Linked DNA regions of Sus scrofa: region 1 is linked to region 2. Evidence: chromatin contacts called from public promoter capture Hi-C data. All regions are on one chromosome and are shown on one strand. The core of a region is the stretch at or near the end of the contact, and the rest is flanking DNA. Distances in the headings are between cores, read along the strand shown. Region 1 holds the start of CLUH (clustered mitochondria protein homolog). Region 2 holds the start of MNT (max-binding protein MNT).

Region 1 (6,733 bases), core at 377-2,876, 280 kb after region 2:
CCTGGCAGGCTGGAGTCATCCACATTTGTCATTCTGCCCAAAACCTTGGCCTTCTCTAGGCAATCAGCAAAACTGCCACAGGACCTATCCCCCACCACCAGTAACCCGGCTGTGATCAGCTAGAGGGTCTTAGAGCCCCCCTAACACTGTCCTGACTCACCCAAGCTGGGAAGGGACATGAAGACGACAAGCCCCTTTTGAGGAGAGATACAGGGAGTCGGAGGCAGGGGTATTTCTGCACTCCCACACTGTCACCCAGGGCAGAGAGGGACACAACCCAGCCCTGGGGCTCTGAGGAGGATTTGGAGATGACAACCCAGGGGCTGGGAAGGGGCTTCCAGTCTCAAGGCTGGAACCAGAGATGTGATGGAAGGAATAGAGAGAAGAGAGGAGCCTCAGGAGAAACGAAGAGGCAGGCCCCACCCGAGAAAAGCTGCAGCCACTCCCAAAGCCAATGCCACATACCCCCCATGGTGGAAAGCAGGGAGCTCAACTCCACGCTGCTGACCTTTGCCTTAAAAACAGCAACTCTGGGCTGACCCACTTTTCGCAATAAGGTGAGTTAATGATCAAGTTCTGGCACAAACACCACCTCCTGCCAAGGAGTTTGGCTTTGCCCCCACACACAGGCAGAACCCCCGCCCCCCGCGCCCCGGCCCCCGTCTTCCTACTAGGCAGACTCCTAACAGGACCGCGATCAGATCCTGCAGATCTGGGCTTAACGCCTTGTTTCGTCTGACAACGAATCACAGAAGCTCCCTTACTAAACACACACCCCAACTCCCGCTCTTCCCAAAGACCAAGCCTGAGAAGTCCCAAGCTGACTCTAACTGGCAAAGCTGCAGTCTTGTGCCCAGGGAATGTTTGCGATCCTGACGCGAAGTGGGTGCCTGACGGAGCAAGTTGTCAAGTGACCCCAGCGGGAAGAGTTCCCCATGCCCAGGCGCGGAGGGGGTGGGGCCGCCGAGTTGGTCCGCCTGCCTCGGCGGCGCACCCCGAAACCGCGTGTGCGCGCACGTGTCCCCGCGGTGAGTCGCGCGTATGCTCGCCGCCGCTGTTCTCCCCGGGACCCCACGTGCGAAGCCCGGGCCGCAGCCGGGGGCGACAGTGAAGGTGACCTTCAGGGCAGGGGCACCCGGTGCAGGGCCCGGCGAGATGCAACCCGGCCAGGCGCGGAAGGAAGGCGGCGGTCCCCGCGCAACGCCGGACCCACCCGCCAGCTCGGCCCAGTCCAGCCTCCCGCCCAGCTGCCCCCTGGCCCCAGCCCTGCTCACCAGCCGCGCCTGGCCGCCCCTTGCCACCGGCCTGCGAGCTGGGCTCCCGGGCGCTGTCGGCCGGGGCGGCCGCCGGTAACTCGTCCGTTTTGATGACCATGGCGGCGGGAGCGGGCGTCCGGCTTGGCTGTCCGCGCCGCCCGCCGCGCCACTAACCCAAGTGCCCTGCGCGCCGCTGCCGCTGCGGGAAGGACGGAGTCACCGGCCCACGTGGTGCGCGTGTGGCCTTTGACCCCACCGCCGCGCCTCTGTCCCGCCTTCGCGCCCGGCCCGGCCCACGGAGGCCGGCGAGGGCCGAAATACACCGCGCCTTGTTCGCCGTCTACCAACGCGGCGCCTTTCCCGAACGTCTTAAAGGGAACGTACCGTGGCCCGGGCAAGAGAGAGGCTTCGCTCCCCCTCGAGGGGCGGAGCTACAGAGAGACGTCCTTGCGGGTTGCCACCCGTCGGGCGGGCGCTTTGACCTTGGGTGGGGACTGCTTTAGGACTGTTCCTGCTTACCGACCCCTCCCCCAAGGGCTTCCTATTGCAAAGCTGCCAAATGACCACGCGGTCCCTAATCTGTGGTGTTCACGTTACCCTCAGCGCCCTTCTCTACAAGCTTGCCATTTCCCCCCAAAGGGGTGGGGCTAGGGTGCGTCTAGCTTCTTGAAGAGGGGGTGGAGGGTAGCCTAGTTTCTGGTCACTAGAGGCAGGGGTGGCAGGTGGTTAATAGGGATGGAGTGTCCGAGATGGACGAACAAACTTTGTCCTGAGCCACCACGGCCTCCTTTCTGCCAGCGGCCTCTACACCCCGCTCCAGACGAGTCCTCACTTCTTTCAGGCCGGTGCATTATCCCCACTTTAGAGTGGAGGCAGGGAAGACCAAGGTCACACAGAGAGCGAGGATTTAGCTGGGCCGGGCTAAGTCTACAGACTGGACACTGTACAGTAGTTCATGTTTTCACATGATTGTGGCCTGGTAGAGACTGAGAAGTGAAGTCAGCATGCTGACCAGGTGACATTTTACCAGGTTTTTTTTTTTTTTTGTCTTTTTCTAGTGTCGCACCCACAGCATATGGAGGTTCCCAGGCTAGGGCTCTAATTGGAGCTGTAGCCTCTGGCCTATGCCACAGCCACGCCAGATCCGAGCTGCATCTGTGACCTACACCACAGCTTACGGCAATGCCGGATCCTTAACCCGCTGAGCAAGGGCAGGGATTGAACCCACAACCTCATGGTTCCTAGTTGGATTCGTTAACCACTGCGCCATGATGGGAACTCCTTACCGGGTCTTGCCAGGGAGCTGAAGTTCTCTATGCTAAGGGAATAGGAGGGTCTTCCTTGCGCAGGCCCAGGAAGCCATGGGGAAGCATTTAAGGCATATTCCAGGAACTAGTAAGAATCGAGAAGCTGAAGCTGCAGAGGTGGCCTGAGGTAGGCTTAGGTTCTCATAAAAACTGCAAAAGAGGAATGCCCACCATGGCACAGAATCTCACCGCAGTGGCTCTGGCTGCTGTGGAGGCTTGGGCACCAATCCCTCTCGCTCAGCCCAGTGGGTTAAAGGATCTGGAGTTTCTGCAGCTGTGGTGTAGGGTGCAGCTGTAGCTCAGATTCAATCCCTGGTCTGGGGAACGTCCATATGCCCCAGGTGCAGCCGTTAAAACAAAAAAATTGCACAGGAAAGTGGACTTTGCCCTGGAGTACAGGTGATGGGACAGGGAGCCAGTGAAAAGCTTTAAGCATCTAAGCAGGAAGAAGAGAGGTGAGAAATGTTCTGGCAGGGACAGAGCTAAACCAGGGCTCGATGAGTTTGGACTATTGCACAAGAAGGCTAGAAATAAAAGCAAGACCTGACTACCCACCACATGGAGGGCGAGCAGTTAGGTGGTGCATGAACCTAACACAGCTGGACTGGAAATCTGCATTCTGCAACCTCCACTTTGTTTCTTTTTTGTAACCTTGAGCAAGTCACTTGACTTTCACGCCTCTGAATCTCAGGAGCTTTCTCTGTCAAATAAAAACACCCATCTGTCTAGCCTCTCACCTAGCGGTGGGGTGCAGATAGTAGTCATCAAAGCAGTGTAGATAGTGTAAAACACTGGGTGATTCACTCTTTCAAGGGAAGCTTGCAGGAACTTAGTGCTGCAGGAAGATCAGAGATGAAACACTTAGTCCCTGCCAGGAGAAGTTTCAATCTGGTGGATGAAGAGAGATACGCCCTGCCATCACATGTCTCAGGCTGCAGAATAAAAGCCTTTAAAGAAGGCAGCTCCGACTGAGCAGGGGAGGCAGTCAGGGAGGGCTTCTCAGAAGAGACTGCTCTGAAGCTTTGAAGGGTCAGAAGGATTTTAATGTACAAGTCAGAAGAATCATGGGGGAAAACACAGAATGAGAGACCCCGGGAATTTATTCACTCATTTATTTATTGGTACAGTCCAGGTCTTTTATTTTCTTTACATCTATCGTGCCATGAATTCATAGGGAATGGGTTCCAGCAGCTCAGGCTTCTTTCCATTGGTTCTCAGTGTATTTCTCTGGGTGGAGCAAGCGAGTGCTTTGGTTGAATCCAACTACCTTTCTTTTTGGCTTCCTTCTCTTCCTGATCATTTTCCTTCACATGTTTCAGGAAGCTATCTTAGAGTGCTTAATATGCTCAATATACACACTAAGTCTCTTTCCAAAAAACCTTGCTCTTAACTTGTTTGTTTACAGCAATGCCACAGTATGCTAGGGAACACTGTAGACTCTTCCGGTTTTGCCATGGCTAACATTTGTGGGGCCTTACTTTTTGAACAGTGCCTATTCCCATGATGTCTAAGATATCACCTTTCTTGGCATTTCCCGTCATGGCGAATCCAACCAGGCACCATGAGGTTTCGGGTTCGATCCCCAACCTCACTCAGTGGGTTAAGGATCCGACGTTGCCGTGAGCTGTGGTGTAGGTCACAGATGTGGCTCGGATCCTGCGTTGCTGTGGCTGTGGCGTCGGCCGGTGGCTATAGCTCCATTCGACCCCTAGCCTGGGAACCTCCATATGCCGAGGGAAGCAGCCCTAGAAAAGGCAAAAAGACAAAATAAATAAAATAAAACATCACCTTTCTTGTAGATTTCACATGTATGTTTCCATAGGAAAAATTCCCTGTGTTCTAAAAGGTCTAGAGAACATATAGCAGGTGCCACTCCTCTTTCCCTTTGTGTACATCATTTTGGTGAGTTACTAGATGATGGCCATTCTGGCCAAAAAGCCACTCAATTATTTTCTCATAAAACCCTTTTTTTTTTTTTTTTTCCTTTTATCTTTTCAGGGCCACACCCGAGGCATATGGAGGTTCCCAGGCTATGGGTCTAATCGGAGCTACAGCTGCTGGCCTACACCACAGCCACAACAACACCAGATCGAGTCTCATCCAAGGCCTACACCACAGCTCACGGCAACCCCAGATCCTTAACCCACCAAGCGAGGCCAGGAATCGAACCTGCGTCCTCGTGGATACTAGTCAGATTCGTTTCCCCTGAACCACGAAGGCAACTCCCAATATAGCTCAGTTTTAACACTGTAAGCAGCAAGCCTGGGGAAGGGAAGACAGATCCACACAAAAAGCATCACCCTCTGACCACTTTCTCTATTGTCGGGTGGTCCAATCACATATTAAGCAGACTATTTCTGGCTTTCAAGCTGTCCACCAATGTCTTTTCACCATTATCTTCACAACAACCGCTCCCATCACTTCCCCCAACTCTCTCCACTTATACATTGTTCTGTGGTTGAGGTGACCATAAGATTTATCATGCAAATCCGGACAATTTGAGAATGAAAGTCGGCCCTATTTTTTTCTAAAGTGGACGCTATTAATAATGACATTAGGACAATAGGCATAAACTGAGACTGTTTTGGCCAAACTGGGATGTCTGGTTCTCAGATGAGGAGTCCAGCTGCTAGATCAGGGGACTTCTCGAAGGTAAAGATCATATCCTACTTATCCGGGTATCCCCAGCATCTCCCCAGAGCCTGATGCGTACTAAGTGCTTAATGCACATTAACTGGTTGAATAAAGGCCCCAGGTGTTGGCAAGCCAAGCAGTCGCTGTCCTTCTCAGGCCCCCATGTGATTTCACCTTTTTTTTTTTTTTTTTTTTTTTTTGCTTTTTAGGGCTGAATATGCAGCATATGAAGGTTCCCAGGCTAGGGGTCGAATCAGAGCTGGAGCTGCCGGTCTACACCATAGCCACAGCAACACAGGATCCGAGCTGCGTCTGCAACCTATACCACAGCTCAGGACAACGCCAGATCCTTAACCCCCTGAGTGAGGCTAGGGATTGAACACACATCCTCATGGATCCTAGTCGGGTTCATTACCACTGAGCCACAAGGGGAACTCCTGATTAGTAAGGACACCGTTGACTGGTTTGTCCAGGGGCCCAGTGACTCAGCAGTTCCAGCGGCCGTAGAACCTGCTGTTTGGCTCCTGTGGATTCCTTCCCATTTCCTTAGCAGGCTCCTGTTACATAGTCCTCATCCTCAGGGCTGCCTGGGTGGCACTCCCCATCTTTATGGCCCGTAGGTAAAGAAGCTAAGTAAACACCAAGGGAGGTTTACAGAGGGGGGACCCAGCCTACATAATTAGCCTACTTAAAGCCTCCCACCTCCCTAATTATTGTTATGATGGATGCACCCACTGAGCTGGGCATTCCTATTTCCTTCCTCATTTTCAGAGTTCCCAAGGGGTTGGAGAGGCGAGTGAGCAGGAACACAGCTCCCCTGGATTGTAGGAAGGAGTTCCCTACCTCAGTGGCCTGACTCTAGGAACGCAAACCTGTGTGGGCAGAACTGCCAAGAGGGAAGGGGTAACAGCATGTAAGACTCCCTAGGACTTAGTATCTCTCTCTCTTTTTTCTTTTTTTTTTTTTGTATTTTCTAGGGCCGCACCCGCAGCACATGGAGTTTCCCAGGCTAAGGGTCGAATCAGAGCTGTGGCTGCCAAGCCTATGCCACAGCCACAGCAACGAGGGATCTGAGCTGCGTCTGCAACCTACACCACAGCTCATGGCAATGCCGGATCCTTAACCCACTGAGCAAGGCCAGGGATCGAACCCGCAACCTCATGGTTCTTAGTCAGATTTGTTAACCGCTGAGCCACGACGGGAACTCCAGGACTTAGTCTCTTGATCTGTAAAGTGAAGGGGTTGCAAAAATGATCTCAGAGTTATCTGGTGCTGACCTTGCACACCTCTGCTCCGCCCTGTGACTCTGGGCGGGGCTCAGCCAAGCACCCCTAGGGATCTCTGGGAGGACCCCAAAGCCAACCCCTCTCTCCCTTCCCTTCTCTCCTGTTACTGGAATTGAACATGGGACCCCAGAGTCCTGGGTAGATGTTTATCCAGGGCTGGGCCTTCCCTTCCCTAGCTGCCTGGGGAGATAAAAGGCCAGAGACAAGCAGACATCTGGACCTGGGCCTGTTACAAGTCTAGTCCCAGCTC
Region 2 (7,674 bases), core at 2,826-5,325:
ACCCAGGTGAATGGCCGAGCTAGGTCACACCTGGATCAGCATGAAAACGCTTAACTGGTTGTAAAGAGTAGAAGGCGCCGCAGGCCAGATCCAGCCCACCAGAGCCTCCCGCCTCCTCGTGACCTGCTCTGACTCATTCTCCACCCAGCACTGGCCCTTTCCCTGTACACTGACAGGGGAGAGGGACACAGGGCGGAAGGAGCAAACTGGTTTTCAGCAACATGGGTTTAGGCTCTTTATTTATTAATTTTTGTCTTTTTAAGACCGGCAGCAACATGGGTTTAGACTCTTTATTTTTGTATTTGTAGGGCTGCACTGGCGGCATAGGAGGTTCCCAGGCTAGGGGTTACATCGGAGCTGTAGCTGCGGGCCTACACCACTCTATAGCCACAGCAACACAGAACCTGAGCCACATCTTGGACCTACACCACAGCTCACAGAAACACCAGATCCTTAACCCACTGAGCAAAGCCTGGGATCGAATCCGCGTCCTCATGGATACTAGTCAGGTTCCTTACCCCTGAGCCACAATGGGAACCCCCAGACTCTTTAAAATAATGCTCTGCTGCACCTTTCCACCACCTTCCATGGGCTCTGTCCGGAGTGTGCCCCCAGTTAATTCAGCAGACCCTTCTGGGTGATCCAGGGGCCAAGACTCCATCCCACAATGGAGAGTATGGACACTGAGCTTCCCCCCAAGCCACTGTGGCCCAGGGGCTCAGCAGGCACAGAGCTGGGGTCAGAGGAGTCTATACCAGGTGGCTCCCAACGTTCAGGAGAGTTCTCCCCTTCTACATGCTAACAGGGATCTTGGTGCACGAGGCAGACCCAAGGTGTGATTAGCTCAGGTAGAAGGGGGTCACATTCGAGCCACCTCCGTGCCTGCTAGAGGTGACCAGGCCCTCCCGCTGGCCACCAGGATGGCCTTGCCCTTTCCTCTCCCCTCTTGCACATACAGCGCACATGCACACACATCCACGGGCTCATCATGTGAGCACCTGGCTGGTCTAGGTCAGGAAACTGTTGCTTGAGGCTTGAGGACGGGAGGATCCCTGTTCAGGGCTGTGCATGGGGTACACACTCCCAGAAAGCAGTGCTGGTCCACAGGCTCACCAGCACCCCTTTCTCTCCCATTCTTCCCACCCAAGTTATAGGACAGAACCTCAAGGAGGAGAAAAAAAATGAATTCCGGAGATTAAGCTGCTGCAGCCAGGTCTACTATCTGTAGCATGACTTTCTGGAAAAAATCTGGCTTTCCAGCATCCATCCATCCATCCCCTCAGACCTCCTGCCCCACCACCAAGAAGCCTCAACTTAGGGAATTCCCTTGTGGCACATTAAGTATCAAGCAGCACTGTCACTCAGATCAGCTCCCTGCCCTCTGTTCTCAACACAGGGATGAGGGGGGAGCAGGGCTCTAACCCGTCTTGGGAGAGAGCCATTCTCAGGTTCAAGTGTTGCACACGTCATCCCTGGGGTTCCTACTGTCAGTCTGGACAGACTTATCCGGGAAAGGGTGGTAGACTTGACAGTGAGGGCCGCCTTCCCTCCCCTCGCAGGGCCAACTAGCCTGAGGCTAAAGTGAAGGTGAAAGTGAGTTTCCCTTGGGGCAACAGTAGGCTCAGTACTGCTGCCTCTAGCACAGGGGGCAGTTCCCAGTGGGGACACAATAGGCACTTCTGAATTGCATTGTGTTGATGGTGGCAGCAGATGACTCAGTCTCTCCAAATCTGTGCAGGCTCCTCCCCGTGCCACTGCTCCTGCAAGCAGAATGTTCTCACCACCTGCACTGTCCACCAACTGACCCTGCTCTGGACCCCAAAGACAAGGGGGAAGGAGGGGCGCATGAGCTGATGCCCCGGCCCATCAGTTCGAAAACCTAAGCATTCTCGCTCTCACGTATCTCGAGTGACTCCTGACCTTGAAAGGCTGGTCTACCCGACCAGGCCCTCAGACCCGTCCCTCCCCCGCCCCTGGTTCGCGGCCACTCCCCCGCCCGCCGCGACGGCGGTACACACTGCAGGCGCGCGCCTGCGCGCACACAACACACACTACTACCTCCTGCATGACTCATCATTGAAGCAACAATAGGCAGAGAGAAAGGAAAGGAGGGCGACGCACTCTCTCCACCACAACCAACCCGGCCGAAGGGCGGGGGTAAGGGTTGGAGGAAACAACAGCCCCCGGATACTGCACACACACCCGGATCCAGGGTTGCGGCCCTCGCAGCAGTCCGGAAAACCGAGGTCTTTCCTCAGTCCCTACTTCTGTAGCACCTGGGGACCACCAACAGAGCGCGTGGGGAGAGGGGGCATCTGAAATCTCCAGCTCGGCCCTGTCGAGAGAGCGCCAAAGTTTGCCGGTTCTCAGCCTGGCTTATTCCACACTGGTCAGCGGTGCTGACCGGGTCCTGATAAGAATGTCTGGAGGGGTCAGTGGGAGTATGTAAGCTCTATATATCCCAACGCTTGGCTATTCTGAGGATTTCCCTCGCCCCAGGACCAAAAATTGGAGGTTGGGGTGAGAACCTACAGGTGAGCTCAGCTCCTCCCTCGTAGGGCAGACTCTCCCGGGGAGATGCCCGGGGGCCAGAGCCCGGGCCCAACCCGGCGGAAGGCCCCTAGCCAGCCCCGCCCAGGCTCCGCCCCCGGCCGAGCGCGAGGCAGCAGGGAGGGGCAGGGCCGCGCAGTCCCCAGCGGGAGTGTCCCCGGTGCACGTGGTCGGGGGCGGGCCCTGTCCACGTCACCACCCGGTGTAACCAACGGGCTTAGAACGCAGGCACACGCAACATTCCAGCCGAGAGCGGGTTTAGAAGGCGCAGACACGCCACATTCCACACCGGCTAAAGTGGGGCGCAGCAAGGGGGGCCCCGGGTCTGCCCCCGGCGACCTTCGGGCCGTTTCACCGATGCACTAATCAGCCCGGCTCTCACCCAAACCCCTGACGCGCGACCCAGCCCAGTTGTGGGAGGCGGGGTCAGGCGGGGCTGGCCAGGATCATAAGACACGCGATGTCATTTTCATTCTGCAAAGGCCGCCTCCGCCCCAAGCGGCGAGTAAGATCTGCCAGGAGCGCCCCCCGCACCCACCCCACAAGACTAGGGAAGCCGGGGAGCTGCTTCGCGTAGAGTAATTCCACCCCCCACTCCGTTACACACACGCCCACTCGTGTGCACTAGACACTCACCCGTGTAAACGTCCGTTCATCCGCTCTCATCGAGGCTCGCATCACACATCCCCTGTGCACACACGCACACGCCCGCGGGTCTGCCACCCCCACGCAACACCATTCTTCACCCCACCCCCCGGCTCGCACATCCTCAGCCCTACCGAGGGCGCTGCTGGCCCACGCGAAAGGAGCCCCTCACGAAAGGTGCACAAGTGGTGGTAGGCAGCTGGGGTGGCGCCCACAGGAGCCGGGTCCCCCGCTGCATGTTAACGAATTCATTAATTAATTTCACTGCCCACAACACTCTTCCTCCGGTGCCGGTTCTTCCGCGGAGCCTTGCAATGCCCGGCTTCGCGAGCCGCCTGGGAGAGGGTTCCGCCCGCGGTTTCGGGTGGGCTCGGGTACCAGGGTCGCTCGCCTCCCCTTCCCCGCTGCCCTAGGGGCCCAGCCCGGCCGCTCACCACGTGCTCTCTGTTGTTGCTGCGCTTGCCATTCCAGGAAGCGGGCCGCCTCCAGTAGCGTCTCTATGCTCATCGCGCCGAGAGCTGCCGGGGGCGCGCCGGGGCCGAGACTGCGGCCCGCGAGTCGAGCACAGGTCAGGCTGGCGGGCAGGCAGGAGGGAGGGATCACCTCCGGGGGGCGACAGGGCTGGGCGGCGCAGCGCACTCCGCAGGGAAGAACGGGGAAGCACAGGGAGAAAAACCAATGTCTCCCCAAATATTTGCAAAATGTAATTTGCAAATTTAAATATATTGATGCAAAAAAAATAAGGCGGCACTGCCTCACTCCTTCCCCTCCCACTCTTCCTCCCTTCCAATGCCTCCCGCCCCGCGGCCCCCAGGAGTCCCGCCGACAAGAAAAGGCTTTGCAACAAGATGGCGAGGAGGCACCGACACACACAACAAGGGAAGGAGCCGCGCTGCCCCCGGCCGCCGCCCCCGCTACTACACCGGGGCCGCAGCCAAAGCCCGGACCGGAGCCCCCGCCCGCAGGGCCGCGGCTTCTCACGAAGGGAGGGGCGTGGTCCCGGGCAGGCTGGCCCCGCCCACTCAAGACGGCGAGCGCACACGTGGCCTGGGTGGGGTGGGAGAAGCTCCAGCCGGGTTCGCGCCCTGCATTTCCGCTTTCCCGCCTCCCCCCGCCCCGATTGCAAGCCACAAGTTTAGCAAGGGCTGCATGTTTGTGTCATTCACAACTAAAATTATCCTGCTGGAGGGAAGGAAGGGTGGAAAACTCAAGACTCGAGTTAGTTCAAATAAGGATATTCCAGGTCAAGGAAACCTTAGGCTGGTAGAGACTGGCCCGAACCCTGGGTCCACACGTGACCTAATTCCCGCAACCACCAGGCTGTCGCAATTCCCCCGGGATCCGCCCCTGGGCGGAGCTGACGGCAGGAGGCTGCCAGAGAACTGGCAGAGGGAGCGGAGTGGCGATCCTGTTCCGCGTTTTGTCTCCGTTCCTCCCCCCGCAGTGCGTTCGCATCCTATTAGGCGACGTCACCGGGCCGCGGGCCAATGGGCGGGCAGGACAACACGGCATGGAGCAGCTCCACATGGACACCCCGCGCCGCCAGCCTTCTGTTTAAAGGGCCAGTGTCTAGCAGGGTCACATTCGCGGGTGCGGATGGGGACGCTGTGTGAAGGGTGGGACTCCGAAAGGGAAATTGTGCAGTTGTGACCTGATCTACTCTTTACTTTTCACTATCCTCCCTCCAAAACAAAGTGTCTCCCTTTCCTTCCTATAAACTCTTGCCTTTGTCCACGCGCCTCTGAGGCGGGCGGAAACTCCAAATGTGCCACCCCAGAAGTCGCCCTTTGCTCTGGGGCCGGACCGAGGGCAAATTAGGCTAGGTGTCCAAAGCCCAGACCGAGGGGGCGTGGCGCAAATCGGGAACAACAACGTGGAGGGCGGAAGCTCGGCCCTCCCAGTGGCTGGGCAACCAAGGCGGGAGCGGGGGCGGGGCCACCCGCCCGGCCACTATCGCTCTCGCGGGCGGGGTAAGACCCCTGGCCTGGCGCTTCCTCTGGCGGCTTCTTGCGGTAGAGTTTGGAGGCGTTTGGGGTACAAACAGAATTTGGTCCGTTTACCCAAATTCTTAAACTTTGCAGATAAGGAAACTGAAGACCAGAAAGGATTTTTCTGCGGTCACTCAATATTCCAGTTGCTCCTTTCCCCATTGGAGCATTTATACCTGACCCCATGGATGATGACTCTTTTGAAGGCAGTTCTGGGGCAAGGCCCACAACTAGAAAAAAAAGTCATGGAGGAGTATCAAACTGCTCACACGGAAAGGGGGGGATCTGACCACTTAACGTATTGTGATGGCGGGGGCACCAAAAATCTTCACCTGAAACCCTGCCGCGCTGTTTCTTTGGTGGAGGCAACACAAACCCCATTGGTACAGTTGGCAGTGACAGGCACAGGCTGAAGGCATAGTTGGAGCACCTTGGAGCAGGTCCAGCTCTGCTGTCCCAATGCCCACAGGCCTCAGGCACCTGGGTCTTGGCCCCCAGATTCCTTTCTTTGCTAATCAGTTCTAATAAAGTAGGACAGTGGCAGTTGGGCTCAGGATCTTGTGGCCTAGATGTTACAATCATATGAAGCCAGAAAGCAAACCTTTGTGAGGTTGGCTGAGTGGCAGATCATCCTGTCAATCCATCCCATGCCATCCCCACTGTGCCCTTAGAGGCTTACTTTCCTTTTGAGGCGGACTAGCTAGAGGAGAGCTAGACACATGGAAAGCTGATGTAAATGATGCTTGCTGGCTTTGTGCCTTTCCTTAGAGGGCATAATGCATCCCAGGGAAAGAAAATCTGCAGATTCTGGAAATCAAGAACCAAGTGAATGGGAGGAAGAGGGTTGTTTGCCAGTACCAGGCTACAGAGGGCTCTTATCTTTGCACACTTAATGCCCCAACATCTGCAGTAGAACACGGAGAGGCCATTACCCACAAATGACTGGGTGACATAGGCTTTGTTTATGATGAAGCTGGAAAGCAACAGGGGACCAGAGCATAAGAGCGAAGTTTTTCTCTTTTCTGCAGGATGAATGCTCTTTTCCTCAGATGGCTAAATCTGTTGCTGGTCCTGCCACTGCTTCCTTTAAGGTGTCTGCCACCTGTTACCAGTGTGGTTAGGCCTGGCCCACTACATAACCAAAGAAAATGGAAAGTTAAAAGGCACCTTAAAAAATATATATGTATTTATGGGGTTCCCGTCGTGGAGCAGTGGAAACGAATCCGCCTAGAAACCATGAGGTTGAGGGTTTAATCCGTGGCCTTGCTCAGTGGGTTAAGGATCTGGCATCGCCATGAGCTGTGGTGTAGGTCGAAGATGCAGCTCGGATCCTGCATTGCTGTGGCTGTGGCGTAGGCCGGCAGCTATAGCTCTGATTAGACTCCTAGCCTGGGAACCTCCATATGCTGGAGGTGCAGCCCTAAAAAGCAAAAATTTTTTTGTTTTAAAAATATTTTTTAAATATATGGCAATAAACAGTCTAATACATATATAACAGTAACATCAAATAATGTTGTTGATCAAGTTCTTTTTTTCTTTTTGTCTTTTCTAGGGCCGCTCCTGCGGCACATGGAGATTCCCAGGCTAGGGGTCAAATCGGGGCTGCAGCTGCTGGCCTATGCCAGACCCACAGCAACGCGGAATCCGAGCCGCGTCTGTCACCTACACCACAGCTCACGGCAACGCCGGATCCTTAACCCACTGAGCAAGGACAGGGATCGAACCCGCAACCTCATGGTTCCTAGTCGGATTCGTTAACCACTGCGCCATGACAGGAACTCCCAAGTTCTAATTTAATTAGGGGTCAGCCCTCTACGAGTCTGTCCATTGGCCCAGGATGCTCAGAGGGAGCTACCTCCAGCCATATCCTTCTGCATTCCTAAAGTGGTCATGGCACTTATATAGCCCTCAAGTCTCTTCTAGAGGGTGAAGTCCAAGTTTTCTGATTTGTCTGGGACCAGCTCTGTCGCACCACAGAGGCACCCCTCTGAAAAGTAGTGTTCTGAAGACAGCTTTTCCGTAAGGGTGGGGAAGCAGGAGATAAAAGTGGGGTGAACACAGACTCCACATGCCAATCTCTCCCTTGTCCCCAATAGCCCATCTGCTCCAGAGCTTAGTGGAGATGCTCGCTATTTAAAACAAACTGCCTTCCTGGCTTCACATGATCATCTGTTTATTTGGGTCATGTGGGGACAGCAGCCAGGGGATGTTAGGCAAAAGCAACGGTTTGAAAGGAGGCTTTTCCTGTAGGCTGTTGTTGCCTACAGGAGCCTGAAAGTGGCCAAAGAGCTCCTCATCAATCAAGGTTACTCCTGTTGGGGAATGGACAGTGGGGGCGGGAGAAACCTGTAAGGTGGCAAGGGGGGAGGATAAAGGAGAGGAACGAGTAGGAGGGCTGTTTCACAATGTAGCTAGCTTACTGTTCTAAAGTGGTGGGACTCAGGCAGAACCTGCAGTTGTTGTATTCATTCAAGGAGTCTTTTTTTTTTTT

The links. Promoter capture Hi-C pulls out the DNA fragments that hold promoters and counts their contacts.
Region 1: a contact with region 2 is called in a promoter capture Hi-C map of fetal liver, with 3 times the contacts expected there. The contact joins the promoter of CLUH here to the promoter of MNT in region 2. A contact is called at or near these places in 2 of 5 promoter capture datasets (fetal liver and liver), 5 of 47 Hi-C or Micro-C datasets (heart right ventricle, liver and skeletal muscle) and 2 of 2 datasets of contacts at active chromatin or transcription factors (alveolar macrophages and skeletal muscle).

What each region holds. Positions count from the first base shown.
Region 1 is chr12:48,761,870-48,768,602 of Sscrofa11.1, forward strand. It overlaps CLUH (clustered mitochondria protein homolog), which reads right to left and starts at 1,627. Exons shown (of 26, transcript XM_021067625.1): 1 at 1,275-1,627. The coding sequence starts at 1,374. It also overlaps the pseudogene LOC100513176.
Region 2 is chr12:48,482,662-48,490,335 of Sscrofa11.1, forward strand. It overlaps MNT (max-binding protein MNT), which reads right to left and starts at 4,076. Exons shown (of 6, transcript XM_021067616.1): 1 at 3,630-4,076. The coding sequence starts at 3,702.